Linked DNA regions of Mus musculus: all the other regions are linked to region 3. The links are chromatin contacts, called in public Hi-C maps. All regions are on one chromosome and are shown on one strand. Each heading gives the region's core, a stretch centred on a gene start, on an enhancer-like site or on the middle of the called end of the contact. The rest is flanking DNA. Distances are from core to core; before and after follow the strand shown. Region 1 has its middle 59 kb from the start of Lhfpl2. Region 2 has its middle 78 kb from the start of Lhfpl2. Region 3 overlaps Lhfpl2 (lipoma HMGIC fusion partner-like 2).

Region 1 (3,097 bases), core at 98-2,597, 190 kb before region 3:
ACGAAGAGGAAATGATAGAATCCAGCCCATTCTAGATGGTTCCTGAATGACAGGGGCTAATGTGGACAGTGAAGATATCTCACTCTTTGCCTTTCTCAATTATTCCCTGTTCCCCCCAAACCCCAGATTAGACCTAAAGAAATTAAGTAGCCAAAGGACAAACTGTGGAAAAGAATGTTGGAAAACATGTAGGCTATCTGCCACCTGGGTGAGTAGACACTCAACAGTTGAAGGTTGCCTAAGAATATACAAAAGGGATGATGGGGGGAGGCAAGCTAAGCAGATTCAGTCCCAGGGATTGTGTCATGAAGAGGACCACAGGGAAGCCTTTGTCTGGGTGTCTCAGGTGCTAGCTGAAGACTCACCTGGAGCCTTCCATGTTTGAGGGTTCAGCCAGGTGCCTCCCTTCCTACGACCACAGCCTCTAGTAGCTCTGCTAGCGGAGGAGTAGGGCGGGGCTGTTCCTCCATGACAAGCACTCACAAACCTATGGGCAACAGCACGTGGGGTTCCCAGGAAAGGCAAAATACTAAACTGAGAAGTATAACTGGGCTGGGAGGTAGCTCACTCGGTAAAGTCGCTGCCATGCAAGCACGAGGAGCTAGGTTCAAATCTCCAGGCGGGACAGCATACATTTGTAACCCGGAGGTAGGAGTCAGGAGGCAGAGGTAGATAGACAAACTCCTTCGTCAGTGAGATATAGGTTTAGTGAGAGACCTTGTCTCGAAAAATAAGGTAGAGAGTGATCAAGGAAGACACTGCCCTTTGACTCAACAGTTACCAGATAGAGAATTCATGTGACAATGTGGTTTCATTTTCTTGGGGAGCACGATGACACCCCTTCCATGCCTTTCCCCATCCCCCAGAAAGCATCCGTGCATGCAGTGAGGGTGTATTTGGCAAAATGGATGGCTGTAATAAAACGGGTGGCTAACCAGCAAGGGCCAGAATGATGAGTCACAGGTCTGTGAGCTGACTCACCTGCAACTGGGCAAGACTGCCCGAGACAAGCCCTCCCGGGGGGGGGGGGGGGGCGGGAGGAGACAATGTCTCATGGACACCCATTCTATGCCAGGCTGAATCATCCAGGGTGAATTTCAAGATATCCAGGGCTTGGATCTTCCAGACTATATGGAGAGGCTAGTTAGCTTTGTTTAAGTAACCAATCAACATTTTAAAGTCACCTTACATTTAATTTTTATCTCCTGTGCTATGCTCACACTGGTGGGTCACTGTGTCCTAGGATAGCCCTCTAGACTCTTCTGGTGCTGTGGGTCCTGACTCCTCCTGCTCCTCTGAACTGGGAGATGGGGGCTGAAGAGCAATCCCTGTGCTGAGATTGAATACACCGGGCTGACTGTATCACACTGCCTGACACCATCCCCTCTGTCTCCCTGCTAGAGAGTGATTCATGGTCACTCTTGGCAGAGTTTTTGGAATCCCATTTGTGGGATTTTTATCTCATCTAATTCAAGTGAAAGAGCACAAAAATGTGGCATCCTGGGGACAACCTTGGGTTAGGAAAAAAACAGTCTTCTCTAATTTAATGAAGGGCAGCTATGAAAATCTGAGTAGTTTTTAGAAACAAAAATGAACTACAGTTACATGAAGTAAAACAGAACACCTTAGACATAACGTTAAGTGAAAAAGATCAAAAGATCAATCCTAGAATCGATATACATATTTAATTATTTGGGAAAGATTAAATCCAATAAATGAACTACATAGATAGATAGATAGATAGATAGATAGATAGATAGATAGATATTTTAGCAGTATGTATTTAACGCTGTGTCTATCTCAGTTTCCCGCATGACTCCTACAACAGATGATCACAAACCTGGTGGTTTAAAACAAAAGGTAACTATTCTCTCTCAGTTTGAGAGGCGAGCAGGCAAAAACTAGTTTTACCAGGTAAACTTCATGGTGGTGTGTTTTCTCTAGAGGCCTCAAGAATTTCTTGCCTTTTCTTGGCCTCCGTCCTCTGTGGTCCCCTTGGCCTGCTCCCTTTGTGGTCCCCCTGTCCTCTCCCCTCTGTGGTCCCCTTGGCCTTCGCCCTCTGTGGTCTCCTTATCTTCCTTCCATGTCACATACCCCTCCACTTCACTTTACTAAGGCACTTGTAGTTTCACTTGGGGCCCAAATGCGTAATCAGAGCTGGTTTTCTCAACTTGACACCCTCACCGCAGTCCCACCTGCCATGTTTGTTATATAAGGTCATAGCCACATGGTCTGGCTGTTCTGCATCACCCTCTGTACAACCCTCCCACCCCCACGACATGAGGGGCTTGTTTCTTCTGAGAATCTCCACCCGAGGCCTTGCACCTTTTCTTGGGAATTCCCTCCCAGTCTGCCGTGTTCTTGGAATTTTTTGGCTCATTCTTTGTGCCTTACCAGGAGTCTGGCATCTAATCTTTCTATCACAGTCTGTTCCTCCACATAGGCTCGAAGCCTGCTTCTCCCCGGGTTGTGACCTGCTGGAACTTTCCTCTGCATCTTGCATCTAAATCTCTGTCCAAGCCTGACAGGGTACCTGTTGTCACCAAACCCAACCCTGGGCAGCAATTTAACATACTGTGTGGGAAAAGCTGGGCAGGAAAGGAGGTGTGGGAGGGGAGGGGAGAGAAGGGAGAGGAGGAGAGAGAGGGGAGAGAAGAGAGAAAAGGAGAGGAGAGGAGAGGAAGAGAGAGGAGGGGAGGGGACGGGGAGGGAAGGAAGGAACTTTGCACTGGGACTTGATGTGTCTCTTCTTTGTCTAATATTATTATATTTGGACATGTTGAATTTACACTGCTCCTCTCCTTTCTTCCCTCTCCTCTCCCCTCTCCTCCCCTGCCCTCCCCTTTTCCTCTCCTCCTGTCTTGTTGCCTCTTACCCTCTCTCCCCTTTCCTCCCATACTTCCTCTTGGACCCTCTTCTTTTTTTCTTTCCAATAAATGAATTCTATCCAGAATCAATATCATTTCTTGGTGTGTGGGTGGGTGGGTCACTTTACATCCCAGTAGCAGCCCCACCTCCCTCCTCTCCTCCCAGTCCTACCTTTACAAATCCCTCTTGAATTACCTGAGGAGAAGGGGAATCCCCTGTTGGGCACCAC
Region 2 (3,245 bases), core at 232-2,731, 210 kb before region 3:
CCTTTAATGTTGCGTACTTTCTCAAGGCCAATGCCAGTATTTTGAATTGTTCCTTTGTTTGACCTCAGGAGGTCTTTCCGCCCTGGGGCAGCACACCAGAATAAAAGGCAAGTCCTGTGCATTTCTTAGTAACCAGCGCTTGTGAGATACTGAGAATGAGCTCTGAATGAGCTCTGAGCCCCCTGAACCACAGTGCACACTCTATCAAGAAGGTTATGAGATCCTGAGGTGCAAGGGAAGGCAGTTCCCCTAGCAGTCAGCCTTACTGTATAAAATAAAAATGATACCCTCCAGTTTTCTTACCTCTCTAACCCCAGGAGTAAAGCATGATGCTTTAATGACTTTCAAAAACAAGCTGCTTTTAAAAGTATAATCGAATTGTGTTTTTAAGATTGCATTTCTCTGAGCATTCGGTGAGTATCCCTTGTGTGTGTACTCCTCTGGGATTAGTTGTGTCCTCAAGTCTTACCTATATTTCTATTGGTCTGCAGCTCCCTTTCTATAAGAACTGGGGGGAGGGGAGGCAAAATTAATTTTCTGCCTTAATGTGAGTTTTCCAGTTTATTATTTGCCTTTTGAATTTACTAATGATAATTTCTTCATGAAAAAATATTTGGGGACAGATTAATTTTCTCATGATTTTTTTAAGCACGTGTGTGTGTGTTCTTTGACTTTAAAATTTTTTGTCTTTAATATGTTTAGTATTAATTTTATCCCAAAGTGTGGGGTAGGGATTCAAGGGTCCTTTTCTCCAATCACTATCCAGATGGTTAGAAATGTGGACTTTTTCAGGTGAAATTCCCAGGGTTGGTGTCTGCATGTGCTCTCGGTGGGATGGTGGCACAGAATCGTAGCCTTGTGACACACTATCCGGTAGGTGACTGTCTTCATCATTTTGTGGCTATCCTTCTGTATTTCCCATGAGCACAGCTTCACACTCATAGCACGCTGCTAACACTGGTCCCGAGATGCCGCTAAGGTAAATGAGCTTCACTGGGCGGCTTGGATTTTTCTGAACATAAAAGGAGGAAATGGGAGGTGGCCTGGCAACCTACAAAGAAGCCTGCCACTGGAGAGATACGTCAACCTCAGTCTGCTGACCATGCCAGGTCACGGCCAATACTTGACGGGAATGACCCACCTTGGCAAAGAACATGCAAGGTCCTGGTTCCTTCTCTAGCACTGAAAACAAATCTAATGCCAAGTATCCCAGGGTAGCTTCTTTAGTGCCCAGGAGTCCTATGAACTTTGCTTGTTTGACCCGTGGTGTTATTTTTGTATAATTTGCCATGCCTCTCTCACTCCTCCCCCACCCCCCCAAAAAAAACCGTAAGAAGTTGAATGAGATTCATCATTACAGACTTTATTCACCAATATTGTTAGATTTTTTCCCCCAATTTTTCAACAAGCCATTGGTTCTGATGCAAAGTTTCCAATGCCACATTTCTGTTGCAATTCCACTTCCGCTCCCAGCCAACGAGCACATTTCTAGGCTGTGACTAAGGGGCAGAGGATACAAGAGCACAGGACCTGGCTCTCACTGCTGCTTTGTAGCTGAGAGATCAAAGGCATTTGCTTTTGTTCCTTTCCCACTCTCTGGGGATGCTCACCAGTTCTACCACCTCCCGTGGGACAGACTTGTAGAATTCCTTGGATTTGCAATTATGCTTTAATAATGAGCTTCAAGACTTGAGGAATTCCATCAAGGGGAAACCCACAGCTTAAAAGCTCAAGGTCAACAAGGTCGAAAGCCAAACAGTAATTGAACATGTGAAGACCCTGGGATGGATTGAACTGTGACCCCAAAATGATGCTCTAGGTTTCAGTCCCCAGTACCTTGTTTTCCTTTGCAGTTGTTATATTAGTCAGGGTTCTCCAGACGAACAGAACAGAAGCAACTAAAGTAAGTAAGTGTGTGTGTGTGTGTGTGTGTGTGTGTGTATGTGTGTATGTTTTATTGGATTAAGTTTATATATAACATATATATGTATATATATATATGTATACACACACACATATAAAGCCATAACAGGTTATATAGTTCAACAATAACTTATTACATGCTAGAGAATCTGAGAACTCAGTAACTTCTTAGTCCAAGAAGCTAGAGGTCTCAGAACAAGGAAGACAGATGATGTAATGCCAGCCCAATGCTAGAGACGAAGATACTCCCTGGAGAATGACTGATGTGAGTCTACACTGAAAGATGGAGACTCTGGAGTCTACATCTCTGCTTCAGCAGAAGCAGCAGGTATACTTGCTCAAGAAGAATAAAACTGATGGTGTGTGTGGAAGTGCACATGTTGGGACTGTGCATGTGTGTGCATGCATTAGTAGGTCAATAGGTCAGAGGACAACCTGGGATGCTCTTCCTTATCACTATCTACCTCATTCATTTTTCAAGACAGGGTTTCTCTGGTAATAGAACTCAGGTCTGCAAGATTGTGAGTCATCTGTCTGACCCATCTCCCCAGGCCGTGGGCTTTCTCTTTCACCAATTTTATTCCATTTGGGCCCTCAGCTAATTGACTGGTGCCACACACATTCAGGGCAGAGTTTCCCTCCCTCTGTTGCTGTCCCACATGCCAGTCCTCTCGGATACAATGTGCTTGCTTTACTACCCACTAGGCACGTCTCATTCCCAAGTTAACAACATAGAGCAAACATCACAGTTGTCACTTAGGTAGGTTCTGGAGCTGAGACCATCTCACACTTAGAGTGAGCCATCAGTCCAGTGAACCAGGTCTGTATTCAGAGAGGAAGACATCACTCACAGAGATGCCAGAGCTGCAGAGACTGAAGTGACATGTCTACAAGACAAGAGACATTAAAAGTTGCCAGAAAACTACCACCAGATAAAGACAGGCATGGAATGTGTCTTTCTTAGAGGCTTTGAGAAGGGACCAAGCCTTTGACATGGTATATGTTTCAGATGGCCAGCCTACAGAGCTGTCAGGACAAAGGTTTATTGTTCAGGGGGGTCACTCAGCTTGTGGTCATTTGCTATGGTCCTCAGAGAAAATGAATACAAACCTACCATGGAGAGGCAGTCAGCTCTTGTCCTCTGAGTCTAGGGAAACTGTGAGGCCAAAGAAAAGCTTCCTTGGCAGTCTCCTGCCTCAGCTCCCCGCTATTTAGACTGCCCTATTTAAATACAGTTTAATTATATAAGTTAAATATACAAATTATATAAAACAATCCTAAACTACTCTTCTAGAAGCTTCTCCCCTTCAAGACCCAAAGGA
Region 3 (3,242 bases), core at 246-2,745:
CTCATGCAGTGTGTGCCTGTACCGTACGGAAGCTCACTGGACTCCTTCTCAGCAGCCTTTACTTACATTCTATGAGGAGGGGACACTTTTTATTCTGGATTCTAACTTTATTATATCTTTTTGGCAAAACAACTTAAACCATCTCCCTTATACTTTCTATCAGTTATTCTAATAAGTTCCTAAAATTATCTGAATCAAATCAGGAAGTCTATAAAATCATTAATTCATCTAAACAGCATTAATCCACGAAAGTGGGTCTGCAGGAAATTTGCCCAATGGGGTGGGTTAATACCCAGGAATCAATCATAACCGACTACAGGCAGAAGGGGTCTTTCTTTGCCCAATCACGCCCTGTCAGAACAATGAGGAACACAGCAATGGCAAACAAGAAGGCACATCAAGAGCAAGAGCAATCCTGGGATGCGGGCTCTGGGGTCCACCTATCCTCTCAGCCATTTTCTGTTTGTACCATTTCTTTCTATTGCCTTATTGCGGTAAGACTTCAAACACAATACTGACTAAAATTGTAGTAGACCTTTATCTCTAGCCCCTAACTCTGGATGTAATTTTCCCCCATTTCCTGTGCACGTTAGAGGTTTTTCATATAAACCCTTAGAGATGTGTTATTGTTGTTGTTTAAGATTTATTTATTTTATATGAGTACACTGTAGCTGCCTTCAGACACACCACAAGAGGGCATCAGAACTCATTACAGATGGTTGTGAGCCACCATGTGGTTGCTGGGAATTGAACTCGGGACCTCTAGAAGAACAGTCAGTGCTCTTAACCTCTCAGCCATCTCTCCAGCCCCAGATGCGTTGTTCTTTGAAGTTTAACATGAAAGGATGTTAAAGTTTGTCAAAGGTCTTTTCCATATCGGCTGAGATGGTGTAGATTTTTGTCCCTACATCTTATTTCTCTGTTGTAGTTTACATTTGTTGAACTGTCCTGGCAGCCCTGGAATTAAAACCAAGATGGCCGTGGTGTTGATGTCTTGGGTGTATGACTGTGTTGAGAACTGTGGGTCTGTGGCTTTTGTTCTCGGGCATGTTCTCATATCTGGTTTTGGTATCAGGGTTAGGGTTAGCATTCCTGACTTTTAAAACTGTAACTGTAGTGGTTGTCCCCGCTGTGCTTTGTGCGATAGTTTGAAGAGCATAGTGTTAGTTCACCCCTACAGTGGCCCAGTGATGGGCTCCTTTTGTTGGGAGACGGTCAGTCTCACTGGACATAAGAGAGCTATTTGTTTTTCTCTTCTAGATTTTCCAATCTCCTAGTGACCCTTAAATTTCACTTGCAGCTGTTATTTTTTTTTTCCTTTTGGCTTGGCTTAAGAGTTGTAGGTCTTGTTTTATTACAGAAATACCATTTACAGACTTTACAAACCACACCCACCCTTTAGGTTTAAGATTGGTACACTTTTATGATGGTGAATCAGGCAGGTCTTGATTCAGGCAAGGCTTGGAATGACAAATGACTCATCCACTTGTGAGCTCTGGAACTGACTCCATCCCCTGCATGAGACTGCTGTCCCCAGCTGTCCACACACAGTGCATTGTCCCTGTTAGCCTTTCACTTACAAAGGCCCCAATCCTTGGTCCTTGTTGCTGCTGCCATCTCTTTAGCTACCACACTAGAGCTTAGTCTGGCCATAGACTAAAACCCGCCCTCCCTTACAGCACAGGGCTGTCAGCTGACATTCTACTGGGAATCATGGTTTCCTTTCCCCTTCTTCGTGAGCTGCTTGTACTGGTGAGTGGCCAGGCCTAGGGTAAGGCCACTACCTAAAGTTGTTTCTCTAGTCCTCACTTAGGTTAGACCAGGCAGGAAACCACCTCTAAATTGTTGAAACCCTGTGACTTGTGAACATGCAGCAGTGAGGGCCAGAACAGTGCTGGCCGAGTGGGGTACGTGTGTGCTGGTGTGTGTGCAGGGCGGAGCTCACTGAAAGCCATTTAGACAGCAAAGTGCCATGACACTGGCAGTTTGTTTCTATAGAGGCGTAGACATACACCTCTCCCCTTGGCATGCAGGTCAAACAATGCTTTTCGTGGGTGTAGGTTAAGAGTTAGTCTTAAGGCTCCTGACTTTTGTCTATAACTAGGCTGAGGCCACAAGGTTCTGAGTGAATTACTTTATACCAGTGATTGGCAAGCTCTGTCAAAAGCTAGATCATAATTTGTGTTTTGCAGGCCAGGTGTTCAGAAGGAAGCATGTCTCTGTTCTAATGTGTTCTAATAAAACTTTATTATGTGTTATTATTGGGTTTGGCATGTATGTATACCGTATGCATGCTTGGTACCTATGGAGGTCAGAAGAGGCTGGCTGTCAGGTCCTCTGGACCGGTAGTGAGCTACCGTTGGGTGCTAGAACCAAACCGTGTGCTGTACAAGAGCAATATGCACTCTTCCTGCGGAGCCATCTCTTCAGACCCTTTGTAAAGCCATATTTGGCCTTAGTAAGCCTCTTAACACCAAGAAACAGGAGCAAACTCACTGGTGGAGTCACATGCCACCATACACAAACTGGCTGGAAATACTAGGTAAGCTCTCTTCCCCCTCATCTAGACTCCATACTTAAAAGTGTGCCTGGTAAAGTGACCTTGGCTATTCAGGTCAGGCTTCTATCCAAGACACTAACACTTTTCTATTGTAGAGTGGATGGCCCCGCCCAAAGCCAGCGACCATAAGGGCCCGGCAGATGCTGCAGGTTGCCTAGGCACCAAAGGCTTCACCTGTTTTCTCTTCTGTCCCTCAGGTCTGTTCCTTATCCTCGGCCTGATCCTCTACCCCGCAGGCTGGGGCTGCCAGAAAGCCATAGACTGTGGACGGTATGCGTCCCCCTACAAACCTGGAGACTGCTCCCTGGGCTGGGCCTTCTATACTGCCACCGGGGGCACGGTCCTCACCTTTATCTGTGCTGTCTTCTCTGCACAAGCAGAAATTGCAACCTCCAGTGACAAAGTCCAGGAAGAAATTGAAGAGGGGAAAAACCTCGTCTGCCTCCTTTAATCTGGAAGCCATTCCTGCCACCGTTACCTTTCTTTATGGCCTAGTGACACAGTCTTCATCATTTGAACCAAGTGAAGAACCAGTCGTGACCTACTGGAGCTATCTTCCACAGCCCCGGCCGGGCCTTCCTGGGACCAGTGAGGGGCATCACCCACCAAGCAGCGCTCTTGGACATGCTGGCTGCAGTGCAGATAATGAGACCAGACAAGGACATGGAATAGCCCCTGGGGA

Evidence for each region. A called contact is a pair of places that touch in the nucleus more often than the background predicts.
Region 1: a Hi-C map of muscle stem cells shows a contact between it and region 3, with 2.0 times the contacts expected there. The contact joins two enhancer-like sites. A contact is called at or near these places in 5 of 484 Hi-C or Micro-C datasets (3T3-L1-derived adipocytes, the C2C12 cell line, muscle stem cells and 1 more) and 2 of 115 datasets of contacts at active chromatin or transcription factors (the NIH/3T3 cell line and pancreatic cancer cells).
Region 2: a Hi-C map of embryonic fibroblasts shows a contact between it and region 3, with 2.5 times the contacts expected there. The contact joins two enhancer-like sites. A contact is called at or near these places in 1 of 484 Hi-C or Micro-C datasets (embryonic fibroblasts) and 1 of 115 datasets of contacts at active chromatin or transcription factors (pancreatic cancer cells).

What each region holds. Positions count from the first base shown.
Region 1 is chr13:93,997,209-94,000,305 of GRCm38.p6, forward strand. No RefSeq gene overlaps it. Among named protein-coding and RNA genes, the nearest start is that of Lhfpl2, 59 kb to the right of the region's middle. Within about 2 kb of position 1,348, at least 73 of the 459 cell types and tissues checked have an H3K27ac peak or open chromatin away from gene starts, as enhancers often do. A contact at or near this core is called in the C2C12 cell line, the NIH/3T3 cell line, muscle stem cells and 1 more, where this site is marked.
Region 2 is chr13:93,977,805-93,981,049 of GRCm38.p6, forward strand. No RefSeq gene overlaps it. Among named protein-coding and RNA genes, the nearest start is that of Lhfpl2, 78 kb to the right of the region's middle. Within about 2 kb of position 1,482, at least 29 of the 459 cell types and tissues checked have an H3K27ac peak or open chromatin away from gene starts, as enhancers often do. A contact at or near this core is called in embryonic fibroblasts, where this site is marked.
Region 3 is chr13:94,189,091-94,192,332 of GRCm38.p6, forward strand. It overlaps Lhfpl2 (lipoma HMGIC fusion partner-like 2), which reads left to right. Exons shown (of 4, transcript NM_172589.2): 4 at 2,758-3,242. The coding sequence ends at 3,011. It overlaps LOC115488151 (a long non-coding RNA gene), which reads left to right. Exons shown (of 2, transcript XR_003950582.1): 2 at 1-512. Among named protein-coding and RNA genes, the nearest start is that of Scamp1, 95 kb to the right of the region's middle. Within about 2 kb of position 1,496, at least 47 of the 459 cell types and tissues checked have an H3K27ac peak or open chromatin away from gene starts, as enhancers often do. A contact at or near this core is called in the C2C12 cell line, the NIH/3T3 cell line, embryonic fibroblasts and 2 more, where this site is marked.